Regions from separate parts of the Mus musculus genome. Here all the other regions are linked to region 1. The links are chromatin contacts, called in public HiChIP or PLAC-seq and promoter capture Hi-C maps. All regions are on one chromosome and are shown on one strand. Each heading gives the region's core, a stretch centred on a gene start, on an enhancer-like site or on the middle of the called end of the contact. The rest is flanking DNA. Distances are from core to core; before and after follow the strand shown. Region 1 holds the start of Prrx2 (paired related homeobox 2). Region 2 holds the start of Miga2 (mitoguardin 2). Region 3 overlaps Ptpa (protein phosphatase 2 protein activator). Region 4 has its middle 20 kb from the start of Ier5l. Region 5 has its middle 7.1 kb from the start of Gm14487. Region 6 holds the start of Fnbp1 (formin binding protein 1). Region 7 has its middle 17 kb from the start of Cstad.

What was found. HiChIP or PLAC-seq counts read pairs in DNA pulled down with a chosen protein or histone mark. Capture Hi-C pulls out chosen DNA fragments and counts their contacts.
Region 2: a promoter capture Hi-C map of pancreatic islet shows a contact between it and region 1. The contact joins the promoter of Miga2 here to the promoter of Prrx2 in region 1. A contact is called at or near these places in 3 of 39 promoter capture datasets (the C10 cell line, cranial neural crest and pre-B cells), 2 of 484 Hi-C or Micro-C datasets (CD4 T cells and nephron progenitors), 6 of 115 datasets of contacts at active chromatin or transcription factors (bone marrow-derived macrophages, embryonic stem cells, fetal liver and 3 more) and 3 of 9 other capture datasets (adipose tissue, liver and pancreatic islet).
Region 3: a contact with region 1 is called in an H3K27ac HiChIP or PLAC-seq map of embryonic stem cells, with 6 read pairs. The contact joins the enhancer-like site here to the promoter of Prrx2 in region 1. A contact is called at or near these places in 10 of 39 promoter capture datasets (the C10 cell line, the HPC-7 cell line, cranial neural crest and 7 more), 12 of 484 Hi-C or Micro-C datasets (the G1E-ER4 cell line, LSK cells, bone marrow-derived macrophages and 7 more), 20 of 115 datasets of contacts at active chromatin or transcription factors (the HPC-7 cell line, the NIH/3T3 cell line, VIP interneurons and 16 more) and 3 of 9 other capture datasets (adipose tissue, liver and pancreatic islet).
Region 4: a FOXA1 HiChIP or PLAC-seq map of pancreatic cancer cells shows a contact between it and region 1. The contact joins the enhancer-like site here to the promoter of Prrx2 in region 1. A contact is called at or near these places in 10 of 39 promoter capture datasets (the C10 cell line, the HPC-7 cell line, cranial neural crest and 7 more), 4 of 484 Hi-C or Micro-C datasets (bone marrow-derived macrophages, cerebellum, embryonic stem cells and 1 more), 23 of 115 datasets of contacts at active chromatin or transcription factors (the HPC-7 cell line, the NIH/3T3 cell line, VIP interneurons and 18 more) and 4 of 9 other capture datasets (adipose tissue, embryonic stem cells, liver and 1 more).
Region 5: an HNF4G HiChIP or PLAC-seq map of pancreatic cancer cells shows a contact between it and region 1. The contact joins the enhancer-like site here to the promoter of Prrx2 in region 1. A contact is called at or near these places in 5 of 39 promoter capture datasets (the C10 cell line, the HPC-7 cell line, cranial neural crest and 2 more), 1 of 484 Hi-C or Micro-C datasets (bone marrow-derived macrophages), 2 of 115 datasets of contacts at active chromatin or transcription factors (bone marrow-derived macrophages and pancreatic cancer cells) and 3 of 9 other capture datasets (adipose tissue, liver and pancreatic islet).
Region 6: an H3K4me3 HiChIP or PLAC-seq map of embryonic stem cells shows a contact between it and region 1, with 13 read pairs. The contact joins the promoter of Fnbp1 here to the promoter of Prrx2 in region 1. A contact is called at or near these places in 1 of 484 Hi-C or Micro-C datasets (CD8 T cells), 3 of 115 datasets of contacts at active chromatin or transcription factors (embryonic stem cells and pancreatic cancer cells) and 1 of 9 other capture datasets (embryonic stem cells).
Region 7: an H3K27ac HiChIP or PLAC-seq map of embryonic stem cells shows a contact between it and region 1, with 5 read pairs. The contact joins the enhancer-like site here to the promoter of Prrx2 in region 1. A contact is called at or near these places in 5 of 39 promoter capture datasets (cranial neural crest, liver, maxillary cranial neural crest and 2 more), 2 of 484 Hi-C or Micro-C datasets (bone marrow-derived macrophages and erythroid progenitors), 1 of 115 datasets of contacts at active chromatin or transcription factors (embryonic stem cells) and 3 of 9 other capture datasets (adipose tissue, liver and pancreatic islet).

Annotation. Positions count from the first base shown.
Region 1 is chr2:30,843,998-30,846,800 of GRCm38.p6, reverse strand. It overlaps Prrx2 (paired related homeobox 2), which reads right to left and starts at 1,434. Exons shown (of 4, transcript NM_009116.2): 1 at 1,120-1,434. The coding sequence starts at 1,366.
Region 2 is chr2:30,362,813-30,365,615 of GRCm38.p6, reverse strand. It overlaps Miga2 (mitoguardin 2), which reads right to left and starts at 1,383. Exons shown (of 16, transcript NM_001242407.1): 1 at 1,311-1,383.
Region 3 is chr2:30,434,628-30,437,430 of GRCm38.p6, reverse strand. It overlaps Ptpa (protein phosphatase 2 protein activator), which reads right to left. Exons shown (of 10, transcript NM_138748.5): 5 at 1,750-1,867. Among named protein-coding and RNA genes, the nearest start is that of Ptpa, 20 kb to the right of the region's middle. Within about 2 kb of position 1,445, at least 39 of the 459 cell types and tissues checked have an H3K27ac peak or open chromatin away from gene starts, as enhancers often do. A contact at or near this core is called in bone marrow-derived macrophages, embryonic stem cells, fetal liver and 2 more, where this site is marked.
Region 4 is chr2:30,452,448-30,455,250 of GRCm38.p6, reverse strand. No RefSeq gene overlaps it. Among named protein-coding and RNA genes, the nearest start is that of Ier5l, 20 kb to the left of the region's middle. Within about 2 kb of position 1,365, at least 31 of the 459 cell types and tissues checked have an H3K27ac peak or open chromatin away from gene starts, as enhancers often do. A contact at or near this core is called in pancreatic cancer cells, where this site is marked.
Region 5 is chr2:30,526,257-30,529,059 of GRCm38.p6, reverse strand. No RefSeq gene overlaps it. Among named protein-coding and RNA genes, the nearest start is that of Gm14487, 7.1 kb to the left of the region's middle. Within about 2 kb of position 1,404, at least 28 of the 459 cell types and tissues checked have an H3K27ac peak or open chromatin away from gene starts, as enhancers often do. A contact at or near this core is called in pancreatic cancer cells, where this site is marked.
Region 6 is chr2:31,140,599-31,143,401 of GRCm38.p6, reverse strand. It overlaps Fnbp1 (formin binding protein 1), which reads left to right and starts at 1,394. Exons shown (of 17, transcript NM_001177648.1): 1 at 1,394-1,623. The coding sequence starts at 1,600.
Region 7 is chr2:30,576,830-30,579,632 of GRCm38.p6, reverse strand. No RefSeq gene overlaps it. Among named protein-coding and RNA genes, the nearest start is that of Cstad, 17 kb to the left of the region's middle. Within about 2 kb of position 1,417, at least 9 of the 459 cell types and tissues checked have an H3K27ac peak or open chromatin away from gene starts, as enhancers often do. A contact at or near this core is called in embryonic stem cells, where this site is marked.

The DNA.
Region 1 (2,803 bases), core at 185-2,684:
ATCACTGGCACCTGAGAGCAGAGGCTCCCAGCTTGCTTGAGCATCCCTCTAACCATGATCTTCCACAGGAAGTGGAGTCCTTAGGGTGGGTGGGAAGGTGTGGGGGGCGGATACCAACCCCTGTTCTGTCAGCTCCCCACACAAACTCCCTCTTCTTTGAAAAGCTGAGCTGAGGACTTTATAATCCTGTGTGACTTTGTGTGTGTGTGTGTGTGTGTGTGTGTGTGTGTGTGTGTGTGCGCGCGCGCGCGTGGTGGTATTGGGTGGACTGGTTGTTTTTAAAGCCCCTTCCAGATGACCTTTAACCTCTGCTGGGGAAATAGGCCTAGCTAGCTGTCCTGAGAGATCCTCCACCCCAAACTGGTGGGCGTGGTTGTGCAGATATCTCCACCCCACAAACCCTCTGAAGACTTGTCTTAGTTTGAAGGTCCTAGACTAAGTTTGGCTTAGTGGCTCGGCCTCTCCACAGCCTCAGTTTCCCCCAGCAGCAAAGGCACCAGCTTCTGAGGGTAGGCTGGTATGGAGTGCAAGGGAAGCCAGCTTTCCCCAAGTCACACATCCTCAAGATTGTAAGTGGATCTGGTTCAAAGAGGGTCTCCCCTGAAGGAGGGACTTTTGAAACAACAGCAGGTCACCTCTCACCACACCACTGGACTGTGGTTTCTGTGATTGTGGCTCCCACTGTGAACAATCCAGTCCTCCAGTGCCCACAGCTGAGATCCTGCAGCTAGGGGGTTCCTTTAGCTGCTCTGGTCCACAGCCACAGTCTCGCAAACCCTGTGTCCCCACAGCCCAGGGATCCCACAGCCAGGGTTCAACAGTCCACTAGTCCTGCAGTCCATGGTCTCTGTAGCTGGGATCTTGGAGCTAGCTCTCTCTCTCTCTCTCTCTCTCTCTCTCTCTCTGTGTGTGTGTGTGTGTGTGTTGTCCCATTATCCGCCGATCCCACAGTCACAGTCGCACAAGCCAAAGACTCCACCAACTAAAAGTTCCAGAGCTAGTGGATCCTGCAGCCAGTGAACTCCTCAGCCCGAGTTACTTAAGGAAGGGATCCCTGGACCCGGAGTGCTGTAGTCCGAGTCCCGCCGCCCCTGCCCGGTTCCCACGCCGCACACTCACCGTCCTGCGGCGCCGCCTCGCTGCCGCTGCTGCCCCCGGACGGTTCGCGCGCCGCTCCCTCCCGCGCCTCGGCGGGCCCCGAAACGGGCCCCGCAGCCCTGCGCCCAGCAGCCGCCACCTCCTCCAGGTCCAGGAGGTGGCTCACCGAGAAGTTCTTGCGCGCCTGGGCGCAATCGCCGGGTGCGGGCGGGGGCCCCGGGCCGGGCGCTGGCGGGTCTAGGGCGAAGGCGGCGGCCGCGCTGTCCATGCCCTGGCCGCGCCTCTGCCGGCCGCCGCCGCCTCCCGCTGCTCACTGTGCCGGATCTCAAGTCAGTCGGTCGGGGACCCGAACTTTCTGCCCTCCCCTACGGGCGGACCGCTCACTAGCCAGCGGCCCGGGCCACACGCCCCTTGTCGGGGCGGACCTCGCCCCTGGCTCCCCTCCCCGCGTCCTGCGCCGTCCGGCGGGAGGCGGGGCCAGGCCGGGGTCCTCGGACTCCCAGAAGCAGTTTAGGGGGTGCCCAAATCCCGTGGGGAGGGGTCTTTAAATATCTCAACCAGAGTCTCTGGAGGTGATGGGTGGGGAATCCGCCTCTGTTTGTTGCATATTGGGGGTGGGGCACCCCAAGAAAGTTGACAGATCCTGTCCCCTCCAGTCCACTCCTTCTTAGACAGGGTCTCATATATTGCAGATTAGCCTCGAATTTGCTACGGAGCCAGGAGCGGCCTTGAACGCTTCCCAGATTGTCCCTCATTGTTCCCACACTGATGGAAAGAAGGAGAAGTTTTCGAGGACCACCCCGCTCCCTCCATGCCGAAAGGAAGGTTCGGGCATGGAGGCTGGGCCTTTTCTCTCATGTTGCAGTGGGTGACACTTATGCGCCTGTCCCCAGAATAGGTTCTCCTAAGGACCAACCAAGTAGGAAGGGGCGAGCTTCTGGGGTGCACAAGGAAGAGACTCAGCAAGGATCATAGATGAATGACAGCGGAGGGAAAGACAAACCAGGTCTATCTTTTATGTAACTTTTTCAAGAAAGACCAGAGAACCAGCGGGTGAGAAGAACGGAGACTCTTCAGGGCTCCAAATACCCCAAGTCTTACCCCAAAACTATTTTCACTCCCCTTGCTACTGCCAGAAAGACATGAAGTCATAGCACCAAAGAGAACACAAGGAGGTCTTCAGGGTGTCAGAGGCGGGCAGCAGGAAACCGTCTCGAGACCCACCCTGGAGACTCTGACCCACCCCGGGGTACCCTGAGTCTCTGCCAAGGACACAGGGATATTGCAAAGGGTCTGAGAAACGATCTAGCTCCTGTTCCCTTGCAGGACAGACCAGGAAAAGCTAAAGCTCATTTTAGTGCTCAGAGAACGACTGAAGTTGGCCTGTCCAAGCTCTTGTTTACTGCGCAAAGTGAGGTCCAGAGCCTATATACGTTGCATTAGGGTCTGGGGAGCGCTGTGGCCACAGTGGTATCCTTCATCTCATGTAGTCACCATTCAGAGCACGATGAGCAGAGATGTCCTACATCAATGCTCGGGCTCCAGCCTCCTGTGTTAATATCAAGACTGTGCTTGGACCTTGAGCAAGTATCTGAGACCCTAGTTTCCTTGATTGCCGAATAAATTATTGAGAGGAGTAAAGAAGTGGAGATGAGGGCAAGGGAGAAATGCTTGCTGTGTGAACACAATGTCACAAGTAAAGGCC
Region 2 (2,803 bases), core at 134-2,633, 480 kb after region 1:
TCACTAGGCCAGCACAAGACATGAACAAGGAACAGATTATCCTTGGTGAGTGGGGGAAGGCATACAGCCCTATCAGGCTGGCCCTAGGGCTGTGGGGGGAGGGGAGAGGGCAAGAGGGCTGGCAGGCAGAGTGAGGTTCAAGGGCTAAAGAAATTGCCACACTGTCAAGGGCAGGGTACATTTTTGCCTAGAGGTTAAGTGGGCTATGATGTGCCTCCAGCCTGGCAGGGCACTGAGTGAGAGACAAGGACATCAAATAGCAGGAGATATACTTCTCAGAGCATTTCAACAAGCCAGCGCACTAGCTCTCTGTGAGGCCTCAGTGGAGTCCTTCTCAGAGCACGCAAGGATAGGAATACTGAGGCTTTGAGAGATGAGGACCGAGGCTGGGCCGAGCACCCTAGCCATTGCCTGCTGCTTGCTTGTATCAAACCTGAGGGCCTTGAACGTCTGGGAAGGCCACCTGGTATTAGAGGTGAGCCTATTCTAGGATCCAGGCAGGAGGAGAGAGGGAAGGGGAGGCCTGGCATCTGTTTGCAGGTGAGTCCAGTTAGCCTTGTCTGTGCCCAAGAGGAAGGAAGGGTCCAAGCTCATCATCATATCCTACCTGTCTCTCTATTCTAATGCTGGCCACCAATCCTGCTCCACATTCTTGAGCAGGTAGGTTATCTGCTCCTCCACCCTGGCACCTTAGGCCTGATATCCCGGCTTTCCAATCCAGGCCCTCCTCTTTTGTGCAAGCCAACCCTACTAATTGGCCTGAGCATTCTCTCGTCCCACTTTGACCTGGCTGTGTTATCAGAACCAGGCAGTACTACAGCTCACTCTGCCTCATGTCCTGTTTGTCCCACCCCTGCACATCTCTGTGGGATCCCACGCAGCCGGGCATTGGGCAACCCCACAGTGAACATCAACAATATTCCAAGCTTCAGTATCTGCTCCTTGCGGAGCCTGGGCAGGGACCTTCCTGCTTTGGCCCCGACCTCCCTAGGACATCCTTGACCGCTGTCCACATACAGCGCTGCCCACAGCCGGCACACCTGGGGGGGGAGGTGCCCGCGACCATACTTTTAGATGCTCGCAGCGTTCCAGGCCCGGGAGTCTCCTCTCTGACCCAGCTCCTTTCTCGTTCCACCCACGGAGCCACGCATCCTCTCGAGCCGCCTGGTCCAGGGGATCCACTCATCCCACCTTGGACACCTTCGCGGGCTGGCTGGATCGCAGACCCCGGCGTGGGCCGGGTTCCATGCTCCGCAAGCCTCGCTTCTAGCCCTGCTGATCTGGTCGCCCGCGCAGTGGCCGTCACTCACCAGGGATCCCATCGCTGGGGAAGGGCAGCGTCTCCTTTCCAGGCGGCAATACAACCAAACCACGCCGCTGGATGGGGAAGGCGTGGCCTCGGGCCGGCCAACACAGCTCTGACCAATGAGCGTCTCCATATCGCTCCGCATCGGCGAGGCCCTTGGCCAATGGGGTGAGCTACGTGATCACGCAGACTCCGCCTCCCTCGCTTTTCGCACCGCCCCCTAAGTGTGGTTGCAGTGTGGAATGTCCTCTTCTCTCCTCCGATTGGTCACTAGGATTAGACAGACACACGGACACTAAAAAGGCGGTGGAGTTAGTGGACACCTGGGGCTTTCTGGGAAGCAGCTGCTTAGAGAGTCTCTGCCACACGCTGGTCCTCAGCGTTGTTGTCACTGGGATGTCACACCTGATTACCAAACTCCTGCGCTACACATACTCTCACACCAACAGGCACACACGCATGCACGCACACGCACATCTACAACCCTTATTTATGCATGGTTTGGTTTGGTTTCTTGGTTTTGGATTTTTTTTTTTTTTTTTTTTTTTTTTTTTTTTTTTTGAGACAGGGTTCCTAAAGGATCTATGCTTTGGAGACTAGCAGGTTTTGTATGTTTGTTTTTTAGTTTGGTTTGGTTTGGGGTTTTGGTTGGTTGGGTTGGTTTTTGGTTTTTTTTGTTTTGTTTTGTTATTTTCTGAGGCGATTTTTTTTTTGTGTAGCCCAGGCTGTCCTGGAACTCCTGCCCTCTGTTGGGATTAAAGCCAGGTGTCACCACCGCACTGCCCGCTGATCTTGAATTCTTGATCCTCCTGCCTCCAATCGCCTGAAGTGCTGGAATTATTGGGGTTTTTTTTGTTTGTTTGGTTGGTTGGTTTGGTTTTTTGGGTTTCTCTCTCTCTCTCTCTCTCTCTCTCTCTCTCTCTTTCTTTCTTTCTTTTTCGAGACAGGGTTTCTCTGTGTAGCCCTGGCTGTCCTGGAACTCACTTTGTTGACCAGACTGGCCTCGAACTCAGAAATCTGCCTGCCTCTGCCTCCCAAGAGCTGGGATTAAAGGCGTGCACCACCACTGCCCGGCGAAGTGTTGGAATTATATACAAGCATGTGAAACTCTGCCCAGCTACATCCAAATTCTAAATTAGTAAATAATTATTATTTGAATATCAGGGGAAAAAAATAAAGGCCAAAGTGAACTTTTTTGGTAAAAGGTGCAAGTAGTGCCTATATAGGCCAGAAGAGGGCGACCTCTGATCGCCTGGAACTGGAGTTACAACTGAGAGGAATTCTGTGGGTGCTGGGAATTGAACCCTAGTTCTCTGCAAGAACAATACACTGGGCTTACCAATTGAGCCATCTCTCCAGCCTCCAGTTACTGATCCTTTTCAGCCAGTGTGAGTTACTGAATAAAGACATGCAATTATAAATGGCTTTAACAGGACAGAGCTGGATGCTGTCTGAATGGTCACTATGGCCAGCTACAGACAGATCCTGGTAAGTACA
Region 3 (2,803 bases), core at 196-2,695, 410 kb after region 1:
GCACTCTTCCTGAGGGGCCTGAGGCGACTTCCTGCACAGGCACCTGCACCTTACTTTATGGGTTTGACCAATTAGAAACCCCAGCTTATTGAGCACCTACTATTTGGGCAGACACTGTCCATGCTGGATCCCAGTAACAAATGAGTCCTTGCCTCAAAGAGCTCATGATTAGTCAGAGACCACAGACATTAAATATTAAATATATAGTTACTACTTTGAGTTTAGCTATTTGGGAGACAAGTGGGTAACTGAGGCACATCCTAGGGGGACCCTAATTTCAGAGTTCAAGGTTTTCTCCTAAGGAAATAATGTTTAAAATAAAAGAGGAACGGGAGGTGGCCAGCACAAAGGAGAGTAGGAAATCATTTTAGCCAGAAGCAACAGCACACAAAGGCCACAGTAAGTAGTCAGTGTGCCTCCAGCAGAGGGCACAGAAGGCGGCTCTGACCAGATGGATGTGAACAGCCATGCTAAGAGCTTGCGTGAGCCCTGATGAGGGATCACGAGGGAGGAGGACCCTCCTCTCCTAGTCATACCCAGCAGCAGTCAGCTCTGCACAGAGCACTGGCTAGACCCTAGATCCTGTTCCTTATGTAGTAAGACAACTGGAGGGAGGTGCAGCCAGGTGTTTCAAGCGACCTCTGCAGACCAGACAGCTGCCAGATATGGATGCACACACGCTCAATTATGGTCACCTATAAATTTCCGAATGGGGTTCTGGAGAGATGGCTCAGCGGTTAAGAGCACTGACTGTTCTTCCAGAGGCCCTGAGTTCAAATCCCAGCAACCACATGGTGGCTCACAACCACCCCTAAAGAGGCCCTCACTTATAATAAATAAATAAACAAATAAACAAATGAAACTAAGCTAAAATAAATAAATAAATAAATTTCCAAATGACAGCCAGGCTACCCCATGCCCCAGAACTCTTTTCCTAGTTGGGCATTAATCAAAGCTCCCCATATCCCAGAGTCTCAGAACTGTTGTCAGCAGCAAGAGGAACAGAGGACAAAGTTCTCCAAGGCTCTGCCTCCAGGCACGCCTTCCCCAGGGCTTGCTGACACTCGTGCGCCCTCTAGCTCTCCTTCCCAACCAAGCGGGAGACAGCACATCTCTCAAATGCCTACTTTAGTGAAAAGAGGAAAGGAAGCCCTTATCACAATGGGTCTCCTGGACTATGGAGGCTATCTCAACCTAGAGACCACGTCTCTTTAAAGTCCCTGCAACAGCTTAGCCAAAATGGATGACAGAGCCAAAGATCATCAGCACAAAGAAAATGGCTGAGAGACAAGAGAGGTGAGGAGAGAGTGGGCTATCAAAGGTTTTTCTTCTCTAGGCATCTGCCCTTAGTAAGTGCTCAATAAACTATCTCTAGAGTGATGAGGCATCTAAATAGAAGCCAGCTTCACCAAGAACAGAAACCAACTCTCAGCAGTGTCGTGCCTGTGGCAATAGCACCACCTGGTGGCATAAGATAGAGCCAGCAGTCACTATCCCTCCCAACAACACTGCTGAAACCCATACATTCCCACACCCATACACCCATACACCCTACACATACACACACACACACACACACACACACACACACACACACACACACACACCCCTCCCTACTTCTCAGGGGCCTGACAAACTGTTGCTTTCTCAGAGACCCCCCAAGACTGTGTGGAGCATAGAGAAAGCAGCTCAGGCAACATGAAGAAAGCAGCAAGGTCCCCATCACCCAGAGCCCTCAGCAGCAGATACCTGTGCCATAGTCAATTCGTGTGGAGTTCCCCACAGCCTCCTTCAGGTAAACTGCCACTTCAGGCACAGCAGCAGCCAGGTGGGTGGGGACCACTGTGGCCACCAAGTTTTCTGCTTCCTGATAACATAAGAGACACACAGTGGTGGCAGCAGATTAGGCAGCACCTGGGTGAGCAGGCAGCCACTGGGAAGCATCTGCCTGGGGTCCAGGCATCGAGGCTCGCCTGCTTCCCAGTTCTGAGAAGCTAGAAAAGGGGAGGGAACTCCTAGGGTGACTTGGGAGCAAGATAAGGCATCAATGCGCCCCAAGGTCTACAGAGATTATGGGATGTCCAGCCTATTATCCCCATAGTTGCTGGGTCCACTCCCAGAGCAGTAAGCATGCAGGCTAGAGTCTGCCATGACATGCACGGGAAGGTTCCAAACAGCATTAGTTATCCCAGTCAGAACATAAAAACTCAACGACAATGTCCCAAAATAAATACACCACACAGAGTTCTGCAACACAATACTACACAACAAAGAAAAGGATCCGTCTCCAGTGACAGCAGTGAACCTGACCGACATAAGGTCAAGTAAAGGAGACTACCCAAACATGCACGCCAAACACAAATAAAACCCATGTCTGCAACAGTAATGGAGAGAGGCCGGGAGAGCAGCGTTCCCGAGCGTGCCGGGCCTGCCTGGCAGAGGGCGGGGGGTGCTCTGCAGCTTGCTTGGGTGGTAGGAGCACTGCAAACACTGACCCCAGGCTGCTGCAACTTGCTTAGCTACTGCTAGCTTTCTTCCAAGTTCTGACTTCTAACTAAAGTCTATCTTCTGAGACACCAAGGCCACGTATCACCAGAGTGCAGCAGCGGGGGGGGGGGGGGGGGGGGGGGGGGGCCCTAAGGCTGCACCCTCCCAGACAGTGGTGTGCTCACAGAGTGACAGATTAGTAAATAGCATCTCTCCAACTGGAGCTGGAGGCATCCCTGCCTGGCCTGTGAGTACAGCTGCTCTCCAGAGACCCAAAGCTCTATTTTCCCAGTGCTCCGAAGAGGCAACTTCTTCC
Region 4 (2,803 bases), core at 116-2,615, 390 kb after region 1:
GAGAAAAAGAAAAAGAAAAAAGAGAGGAAGAGAAAAAGAGAGGAAGAGAGAGAGAGAGAGAGAAAGAGAGAAAAGAAAGAAAGAAAGAAAGAAAGAAAGAAAGAAAGAAAGAAAGAAAGGAAGGAAGGAAGGAAGAAAGGAAGAAAGAAAGAAAGAAAGAAAGAGAGAAAAGAAAGAAAGAAAGAAAGAAAGAAAGAAAGAAAGAAAGAAAGAAAGAAAGAAAGAAAGAGAATTCCCAGAGAGCTGCCTGCCTCTTCTTCCCCCGGGGCTGGGATTCCAGTGTCCCTTTTTGAAATACTCTAACTTGGTCTCAAGCAAATAATGAGAGCAACAGGATTTGTCTACACTTAGACCAGGAGGGTTTTCTGGGATGAGCAAAGGTCCCGTCCTGATGGAGAAGTTGCCACTGACTGAGGAGACAGCACTTTAGCCACATGGGGCATGGCTTCTGGCTTATCAGCTCCAAGTGCAGCCTGTGCGTGGGCTGCCTGGAGCCACAGACAATCTGTGTCAGATCCTCCTTACCAAAGAGCTGTTGGGGCAGAGAATCGTGTGGATGAAGCTGGACGCACCACAGAGTCAGTGTTGGATAAAGCAGCCATGTTGTCTTGCCTTCTACCCATACCTCCCACTCTACTCGTAGGCAAGAGCCCTCACCTTGAAGACTGAAGCTGCGTCTAATGGGTTCATCAGAAGGCTCCGGAAAGCCAGGCTGGGTCCCTGGGGGCATGCCAGGCCAGGGAGGCTTCAAACACACACCCCGACAAAAGTGTGTCGCTCCTCAGGACTCTTTATGAGAGTTTTCCAATCAGTTTCCATCTAAGAACCAAACTAATATGTAGGCATTGTAGATAGAGACTTCAAAGAAAGAAAAGCAGCCCCATATGGAAGCTCATGACTCAGAAGGCAGAGGCAGGTGGACCACTGTGAGTTTGAAGCCAGTCTAGTCTACATAGGAAGTTCTATGTAAGGTAGGGAATACAGTTAGATTTGGTCTCAAATAAACAACCAAAGGGGAAAGCCAGCTGGAAGGCCTGCAATCTCTTTCTTTGCTGGGTCAATGGTGTTCAGCATTTTTATAAGTATACTTGACAGCAGGAAAGCAGGCAGAATCCCCAAACCCTTGGTTCCACAGGCAGAGTAAGCACGCTGCCACCTATGCCCACACTGGTGGACAGCGACAGAGGCCAAGGATATGGATTTCCTTCTACCAAAAGGGAATGTGTGTTTCTTGGTCTTCTTAGCTGCTTGCTCCACTTAACAGGCCACAGGCCTGTTATCAAAAGAAACATAGAAGCCCATCATCCGACAGCCACTGTGCCTGCTCCACCAGCCTCTAACAAGCCCTAACTGTTCAACACAAGGGTATTTCCAGTGTTTGCTTAGAGTAAGTCATGAGTAAAGGGTGCGCCATGTCTGGCTGCTTCACTGCAGCCTCCCAGCTCCCACAAAGAGCAGGGAGCAGAGGGCTCTGCCCACACTGGGCCAGTGGACGAGCTCAGTCCTGGCCTGCATCCCTGGCTCCATGCATCCTGTTAGTCACTAGCCAAGAGACACACTGGGGTCCTCTTTTCCCTCCAGCCCACATCTCTTCCACTTCAGGACCCTGAGAAATGTGTTGTCTGAGGTTCCCCAGGGACAGTGATAGTGGTGCATAGTGCTGCCTCTCCCTCTCTTCAGAAAGCTGGGACACGCAGCACAGCCTCCACAGCTCAGCCTGTCTGTTCGTGGAGTGGGAGGGGCAGCTTGGATTAGAAGGCTACATGAGGCCTTTCAATCAACTGAAGCCTGAACTGAGCCCCAAAGAACCAGGGGGCTCCCCAATGGGGGTAAAAGGTCAAATCAACCAGTAGTCAGAGAGTGAGAAGAACAGAGCAGTCAGCGTGGCTAGAACGTGAAGAACAGGAAGGATGGCAAGGAGCCTGAGAGCCCATGGCCTGACTCTCCCTCTCCCTAGGATCGATGGCAGCCCTGCCAGCCCTCACCAGCCGTGTCCAACATGCTGCCATCAGCACCTCAAACCCAGCGACCCTCACTGAATCGTCTTTCCTCAGAGCCTACTCTTTCCTCCCAAAGGTGATGGGACCCAGGTTCAATGAACCCCTTCCCTCTTCTTCACCACCTAGTCTCCCCACCTCTCCCCAGCAGCGCAAACCTCCCTGGCCTGCATAGGGTATCTGTGCCAAGGCATTAGGTGATACCAGCTTCCAGGCCAGCGCCTACCCAGATGCCAGGGAGCTTCCCCACTTCCTACAAACCCACAGAGGCCCACTACATCACTTTCTTAGCCTCCTAGCTGGTTTATGATGAGTGGGGACTGCTGTGTGACAGGCTCTCTGGTCAACATCCTCCTCTCCTGTAGCTCGCCTACTGGAAACAGTAAGCACCTTGCAGAGAACTCATCTAAACGTAGGTTTTTGTTTTGTTTTGTTTTTGTTTTTCGAGACAAGGTTTCTCTGTGTAGCCCTGGCTGCTCTGGATCTCATTCTGTAGACCAGGCTGGCCTCGAACTCAGAAATCCGCCTGCCTCTGCCTCCGGAGTGCTGGGATTAAAGGCGTGGGCTACCACCGCCCAGCTACATACAGACTCTTAAACACAAGCTGCACAATCCAGCTTGTTCCAAAGGTCCCCTTGACTCCGGATGGCGGGCAGGGACATGCCCATCCACTGAGAGCTCCCTTGGACCCACGTGTCAGCACAGCAGTGCCCTTCATGGGTCCAGCATGGACCGGCAGTGGGAATCCTCTCATCCAGCTCCAAGGTTCGACTGTACCTCCCACCCACTCACGCCCGCAGGGCACC
Region 5 (2,803 bases), core at 155-2,654, 320 kb after region 1:
TGTATGTGTGTGAGGGGAGAATGTGAGTGTATGTATGTGTGTGTGAGTGTATGTGTGAGTGCATGTGTGTATATGTATGTGTGAATGTGTATATGTGTATATATGTATATGTGAGTGTGTGTGAGTGTATTGTGTGTATATATGTGTGTGTGAGTGTGTGTGTGTACCAAGGCATGCACATAGAGGTCAGAGGTCCACTTGCTGTGAGAGTCAGCTCTCTCTTTCACTGTGTGGGTCCCAGGGATTGAACTACTGTCATCAGACCCCCTGATAAGCCTCCTCTACTTTTTGTTTTGTTTTTGAGGCAGGATGTCACTCCATAATGATATCGACCTAAACCGGCCTTGAACACACAGCAATCTTCCTAGCACAGCCTTCCCAGCACAGGGACAACAGGTATGAGCTACTGCACCTGGCCAAAGGTTTTCAAAGAAATAAATCCAATAAAAGGCAAGTTTGTACGATCACCTGTGAACACAAAGCAACAAGAAACAGCCAGGTGTGGTGACTCAAGAGTCTGCGGCAGAAAGATTGTGAGTTCAGGGCCAGCCTGAGCTACATAACAAGTTCCTGCCTCAGAGTGTGTATATATTAATTTTAAAAATGCTATAAGACAATATAGCAAGTTCATAAAAGAACAGAGTAGAGGTGTCCTGGAGAGATGTTTGGTGCTGATGAGCACTAGTCAGTGCTCCTGCAAAGGACCCAGAATCAGTTCCTAGGCCCCTCACAGTGGCTCACAACCTTCTGTACCTCCAGTCCTAGGGGATCTAACACACTCTTCTGTCCACAGGGACCAGGCACACACACACACAGTGAACAGACAGACAGGCAGACATGCAAGTCAAAACAGTCATACAATAAAAGCAAATAAAGACACAAAATTAAAAGATAAATAAGACCAGAAGTGCTGGACGTGATTGTGACAATGACTGTGACAATGACTGCGAGGAGATGCAGAGGTCAAGGATGTGGCTCAGTGGTAGAGCAGCAGCCTAGCACATACAGGTAGTTGCATTTGCTCTCCAGCGATATGATAAGCCAGTACGTAAATAAACTAAAGCCCTGAGATTTTATTTCTGACTCATTGCTGATGGTGCTGTACACATCTGAATTTTGGTGTCTTGCCATTAAACCAAAGAGCTGCAAGTTTGCGATATCAGTTCTTTGTGGATTGTTCACTCGCTTGTGTTCCATCTGCCTTTAGGGACCCCACATCCAGAGCTACACAACATGGCCACTTAAGAACTCAGAGACCTCCTCCTTTCAGGAGTTAAGAGCCCCTAGGGCTCCCTGCAGTCTTTGAAATTGGAGAACGAAAGCTTTGGGGACCATGGGCTCAGCCACATCAATGGAGCTCCTTCCTGTGGCATCGTGGGTCGTGCTCCCTGTGACTCACATCCTCCTCCTCCCTCCATCTCCTCTCTGAGTAATAAGCAATTAAAACAAGGGATGAAAAGACAATCTAGGGATGGTGGGAGAATGGATTCAATTCAGCCAAAGAAAGAATTAGATTAAAAGAAGATAGGTCAGAAGGAAATATCCAGGTCCAGCAATATGGCTTGCCACCAAGCACGGACGCCTGAGTTTGATCCATGAAACCCACGTGGTGAAGGAGAGAACTGATTGCCAGCTGTCCTTTGACCTCCCCATGTACCCGAGGCATGTGAAAATGCTTCAAGTGTTTATGAGCTGAAGAGATGGCTCAGCTCTTCAGCACTTGCTGCTCTTGCGGAAGACTCAGGTTAGGTTCCCAGCACCGACCCGGCAGCTCACAATCATCTGTAATTCCAGCCTCCTCCGATCTCTGAGAGCACCAGGCACACACACGGTAGACACATATACATACATTCAGATAAAACACTCATACACATAAAATAAACCTCTAAAATAAACATCTAAGACAAAACATCCAAAATGCATTTCAGAGAAGCATAAAATGGAGAGATTGGGGGAAAAAACAGACTAAAAAAAGATAGGGTTTAATTGAATCTCAGAGAGAAGGGAAGTAGACAGAAACAATGTTTAAAGATGATTCTTGCCTCATGGTAGTGGTGCACACCTGTAATCCCAGCACTCGGAAGGCAGAGGCAGGCAGATCTCTGTGAGTTCGAGGCCAGCCTGGTCTACAGTGCTAGTTTCAGGACAGCCAGAGCTACACAAAGAAGTCCTGTCTCGATAAACCGGGGGAGGGGGGGGAGGTGATTCTATGGGCTGTGGGTATGACTTGTGGATAGAGCCCTTGCCTACCATGTATGAGATCCTGGGCTCTATCCCCAAACCACATAGACTGAGATGGTAGCTTAGCCAGCCAATGAGTCTCTAGAACTGATGGATGCCAACAAGCCACAGGTTGAAGAGAAATGAAAATAATCCAGACCTCAGTCTGCCACACAGAGGCTGCCCCGAGCATCATGGGTAAGCAGGCCACAATCCTGTGAACAGACAGTAGCCACAGCAGCTCCAGGGCAAGCAGACATCACAGAACCCAGAGGCCTGGAGCCATGGAAAGAACAGCCCTTCCAACTGGATGGTCACTACTAAGAAAGCCCCTGGCTAGAGCCGGGGGCAGAAGCTCCAGCCTGAACACCATGACAGCAGCCTGGTGTCAACAGGGGTCACTGGAGGACAGCAAGGTTGGGATGTGAGCCTCTGAAGGGTACAGCCAGGCACACTCACTGTGGACTCCTGGGGAGCCCTAAAAGGCCAGGCTTGGTTGTCACAAGCTCCCAGTGTGGTAGCTCAGAGAGTATGAATCCAGATGAAAGTTTGGGGGAGGATGCATTTGGTGTTGGATTGTGGA
Region 6 (2,803 bases), core at 145-2,644, 300 kb before region 1:
ACTGCCTGGCAAAGGAAGTAGGAGGTCCTGAGGTTTAAGGCAAGGTTTCTCAGCTCCGCCCCTCCTTCCTTTTTCTTTCTTTCTTTTTCCTTTTCCAACAAATTTATTATTTTGTGCTTAGTTTTGGTTTTTGAGACAGGATCTCACTATGTAGCTGTAACTCATAGAGATCCACTTGCCTCTGCCTCCATACCTCACCATTATTGTTTACCATTGTTATTTTATTTTAGCTGAGGTTTTCCCCTTTGTGGACCAGGTCATCCTACTTGGTATTTACTATGTGGCTCAGGTTGGCCTTGAACTTGCAGCAGTCTTCCTACCTCTGCCTCAGGAGTGTTAGGACTGGTTAGGAGTGTTAGGTCTGGGACGGCACACACTGGGCTGAGATTCACCCTTTAAGGAGATTTAACTCACTGTTGGAAAAAGATGAACGGGTTCAGGATAACAGGGAGTGGAGAATTGTGTAGAAGAGGGTCACGACTCTGGAGGAGAGGTCTCGGAATTCAGAGAAAGAAAGATTCTGAGGAGACAGTTGGAAGCCCCCAGATTCTCCACAGCATGTGAGAAATGACATTCTGTGGAGTTTTGGAAGAGTTAATGAGATGGTTCCCATTCTGCGTCAGCCACCCACTGGCCAGTTCACCTCCTCTGTTCACATCACTAGGCCTGGACTGGTAGACACTGCCTCCTTTTGGCAGCTGAGGCTCTCCCCCAGATAGAGGTGAAACCTGTTCTAGACCACCCAGCCAAAGAGTGCAGAGGCTGAATTTGAACCCTCCAAAGTCCCTGTGGGCCCTTCAGAGATTCTGCTGTCCTTCAGCAGGGTAACAACTTCACTGCCGAGATTCCTGGCCAAATAGGCAGAAAAAGGCACTGGTTATAATTCTTTGGGCTCACATTCCCGAGTTCTTTCCCTGGGTTCCTGGATCTGCTGGATTGCTGTTCCCTTCAACGTCCTATGTACACTGTGCACCGACGTCACGGTCCCAGGCCCCACTCCTACGCGCGCGCTGCCGAGCTCTTTGGGCCTCCACAGTGTCTGGATAGTGGAAGAAGCCACTCCGGGAGCTTCTAAGGTGGGCGTCGGCGGCCACCTGGCGAAAGTTCTGAAATGCAAAACAGCGCTAGGCGCGATGGGTAGAAGGCAGATGGCGATGGAGGGACGTGATCACCAGCAGCCCAGTCTGCAGACAGAGAGCGCAGGTCCCAAAAGAGTTGGGCTCGCTGGTTGCCGAATACCGATGACGAGCAGGAGTCCCCAGGGGTTCACGTCCTTCCAGACCCCCGGGGCAACTGCGCCAAAGGGAGCCTGTGGGCGGGACGGTATGCACGAGCTGTCAGTCCGGTCCCGCCCCGTCCCGCCTCTCGTCCCGCCCCATCCCGCCCCTCAGCTCCGGTGCGGGGCGGGCGCGCTGCGGCGGTCGCTGCTGCTGCTTCCTCGGGCCATTTTGCTCCGCGCGGAGCGACGAGAGGTTGCGAGCTCGGGCTAGAGGAGGCGCGGGCCGGGGGAAGCGGCGGGCTTTCCGCATTCACAAGGTTCGGAGGGCCGCAGCGATCGCCGGCGAAGGGGGTCGGAGGCCCCTTCCCGGTCCCTGCACCATGAGCTGGGGCACTGAGCTCTGGGTGAGTGAGGGGCCGGGCCGCGGGCGGCCTGGGCGGGAGGCGCATCGAGGGGCCTCGGCGTGCGTCGTCGCCCAGCAAAGAGGGAGCGCGGATCGGGTGGCCCCGGCGGCCTCGGGGCGGCGTGGAGCTGGGTCCGGGCTCCCGGAGCGGCAACCCGCGGGCGTTCCCCGGGGGCGTGGGGCCCGCGCTGTGCCGGGCTGCGTAATTGCGCGCGCCCCTGGCCGGAGCTCTGGGGCCGATCTATACGCTTGGAGGTGCGGGCGGATCCCGCGCTACTCCCGGGGGCGGGGCGGCCTGGCAGGCGCAGGGTTTCGGGTCTCGGGGGTACCGGTAGCGAGAGGTAAGGTCTTCTCTCTGAAAGTGAGGACTTTAGCCCCGAGGCGGTTGGAGCGCACTTGTATCTTGGAGACAGCTCAGATTCTGAATTTGAGGGGGGCTGCGGTGTTTGGTCCGCAGGGGGACAGCGGTAGGGGAGATCATAAGATAGCACGGAGGGACGATTGCCGGGGACCTGGTTCTGTCCTGCTGCCCAGAGGAAACGAAACGGTTTCGAGAGGGGATAATCTTGCGAGGATCCTTCCTTTGGGGGTGCAGGTGGGTTAGTGATCAGCTTGTATCTGGAAACGGTCCCATCGAGGGCGATCAGAGGACGCCAGGACAGCTCTCAGGGCATCTCCGGGAAAGGGAGGCCGTTGGCCGAGGGGCAGGGCCTGTTGCCCTGCCTTCCTCTGGACTCGAGCACGGGGAAAGGCTGGTCATAGGCGTGCGGTGCAATGGCCTGGGTGAAGGTGGGGAAGAAACCGCGGTTACTGCGCTGAAATGTGCCCGAGACCAGTCCTTCTCAGTGATGAATCCTAAGTGCCCGCTGACTACCTTTCTGAATTCCATTTGTGAAGGGTGTGGAGGGATAAAGTATGGGGTGGTGTTGCCATCCAAGATGAGGCCAAGAAATGCCGTGTCAAAATAAGGTTAGGGCAATTAGGGAAATGCTGTGCATCCCCCTTAAATTATTTTCTTTGCCTTGATTGTTTTTACATAACCATTCCTTAGACTACAGTAGCTTCTGCTAATACTAAAATCCCGGGAGCATTGGCTCCCAAGATAACTCATTTCATAAACATCCTCTGTCAAAGGGGTTCCCATTCATTCGGCTGTCAAAATGTCAGGTGACCGGGGCAAA
Region 7 (2,803 bases), core at 168-2,667, 270 kb after region 1:
TGCAAATATCAAGATTGAAAACACAGCTACTGGACAATGGTCTTGACTATTACAGCCGGGTCCCACAGGACAGTGCAGAGAGCAGCCAGCTTGCCTGGAGGCTGTGGAAGATACCACAGAGTGTATCACTGACCTAGGAAAAGATCAAAGTCCAAGGCATGGTTTGTATGGACTGCAAGATACTTTCATGCCATTAGATTCAAACAAACAAACAAACAAACAACCCCAGTAAACACAGGTTGATGGGAAAGGGTTTATTGTGTCTAACAGTTTGAGAGCGTCATTCTGTCCTAGTGAGAAAGATGTGGTAGCTGAAGAGGCTACAGGAGCAGGAAGCTGGATGCTGAAACTGCATCTGCAGCAGGAAGCAGAGAAGAAGCAGATGGTTAGGTTAGACCATAAAGCCTAGAGGCCTCCCCTCAGTTACCCTTCCTCCTCCTCCTCCTTGAATCAAGTGTTCAAACACACATGCCTGAAGAAGACATTTGCCATCCAAACTCTAACACTGCAAAAGGTAATCAAAAGGGTGTGGTTCTCTTAGCAATGCAGAAGCAAAATGACAGATTACAGAGACAACAAGGGAGAACACAGAATGCAGGACTCACCCACCAAGAAGACAGCAACAGTCTAGTGCCTGAGACAGTGTCAGCAAAATCCAAAGGGGGTGGGGGGTGAGGGGTGGGGGGGCGGGGGGGCGGGGGGAGAGAAATGAATAAATGTATGATTGCAAAACCCTCTCTCAACTCAAAGGACCATGACTCAAAACTGGCCACCAGCTGCAATCTCCCTGTCATTTATGGAACTCTGTATCAGCCAGAATAACACTATTTTCAAGGGCACAGAACACACAGGCTTACATTGGACCAGCAAGATGGTGCGGGAGGTTAAAGGGGTCTGTGGCCAAGCCTGGTACCTAGGTTTGATCTACTACAGAGTAGGCAGGAATGAACCCTTGAAAGTTGTTTTCTGCCTTCCATGTGTGGTATGGTGTAGGTCTTCAAGTACATACATACATACATACATACATACATACATACATTCATACATGTTTTAAAGGCTACATCCTAGCCTCAAATAAACCTGTCAGTTTAGAAGAAATACAACCATTTAGAGTGTGTTCTCTGATGTAACAGACTCTAAGTAGGAAGCAATACCAGAATGGACTTCCAAGACTCAGAAACTAAACAACTCCTCCCCTAAATAACTTGTAGGTCAGAAAAGCCAAAACAAAACAAAACAAAAATAGCTTTTAGGGGTTTTTGTTTGTTGGTTGGTTAGCTTGTTTGTTTGGTTTGGTTTGGTTTGGTTTTTATGATGCAAGGTCTTGTTTGGTTTCAGACCCTGGGACTAGGTGCTGAGGTGCATATTTTACATATCAAAAGCAGATCGGGCCTTCAGGTTCTCCCATCATCCCTCAGTCCCTACCTGGCACACCCTGATCCTACTCCCGAGCTTTCAAGCCCTGGGGCTGGGTTGCCCTTCCCTCCAGAGGCTCCTCTCTATATAATCCAGACATTTTGGTCTCTCCCATCCCCTCTCTACACTCATTCTTTCTGTCTCTTCCCCCTCTCCTCCCCTCCCTCCCCATGGTGGCTTCCCCTGGCCTCCTTCCTTGGGAGTTAGTGAATTTGCCTGCCTGAGAGCAACTTCCCAATAAATCTGCATTTAATATAATCTAATCTGGTTTGAATTGGCTCATCTCACCAGCTGAGAAATAATTTATCAGATAGTGCCAAACCCCGGGAAAGGTTGAGTGCCCAGTCTGATGGCTGGGTTCTTCCCTGGCCTCGCGGAGGGACCGCTTCTTTCTCTCCACAGGAAACATCAACTTCAGCCTCTGTGAGTAACTACCTCCCAGAAGCCCTCAAGCAACAAGTGCTCCTTTCCAGTCCAGGGCTCTTGGAGCTTTCCCTGCCGAGTCAGGGCCTCACCAGAGATAGCAAAGAACAGGTGTTTGTTTGGGGAAATCTTTGATACAAAGACGTTTGGTCTGAGGTTACGGCCTCCATATTAACCATTAGATCCCAGACTATTGAATGGGTCGCCAGTTCCCATAGTCTCAGGATCTCTGGGAAATGCTGGGTCTAAAACTGATCGCAGATGCCTCTTGTATGTCTGCTGCAAAATTTACCCAAATTGGCCTGAACTTCCAATGTCTCAAATTTTGGCAACTGCACTCTTGCCCCTCAACTCCTTCACCTCATTGAGCGCAGGGCTCCAGGTACCGCCTAGCCCCACCCAGCCTCCACCCTTCTCCTGCTCATGAGCAGCCCCCGCAGCAGCAGTGGTGACTTCAACAGTAATGGTGAGCGAACATTTTAAATCACCCACGCTGGCCACAGTCAATAAACAGCATGTGCTTGGCCGCCATCTTGACTTTGGGAAAAAGGAACTGTGGCTTCACCACCATCTTGGTTAAGGGCAGTCACGTGATTGGCAGCCATCTTTGCTATGGAAAAGTCAGACCTTCACAGCAAGCAACTCCAATTTATACTGTTTGTTTCTTTCTTCTTCTACCAGCTGCCTCGGCCCAGAATTTACCTTCCGGCTTTCTAGCCACTAGATTTATTTAATGAGCTATCAAAACAGCACCTCCACGAGTTCATGTTTAAAAAAATAAGGTATATTTAATAATCAAATGCTTTCAAGGTCGAGAATGGGCAACTTGATTCAAGCTAAATTTGTCTATTCAAATATACTATAGACACATGAATGGTCCTCAAACCCCCATACAGGAATGGGTGAAAATGGTTTTAAAGTCTTTAAAACTTGAGAGGAGGTGACTGAGTCTTCCCTCCATAGG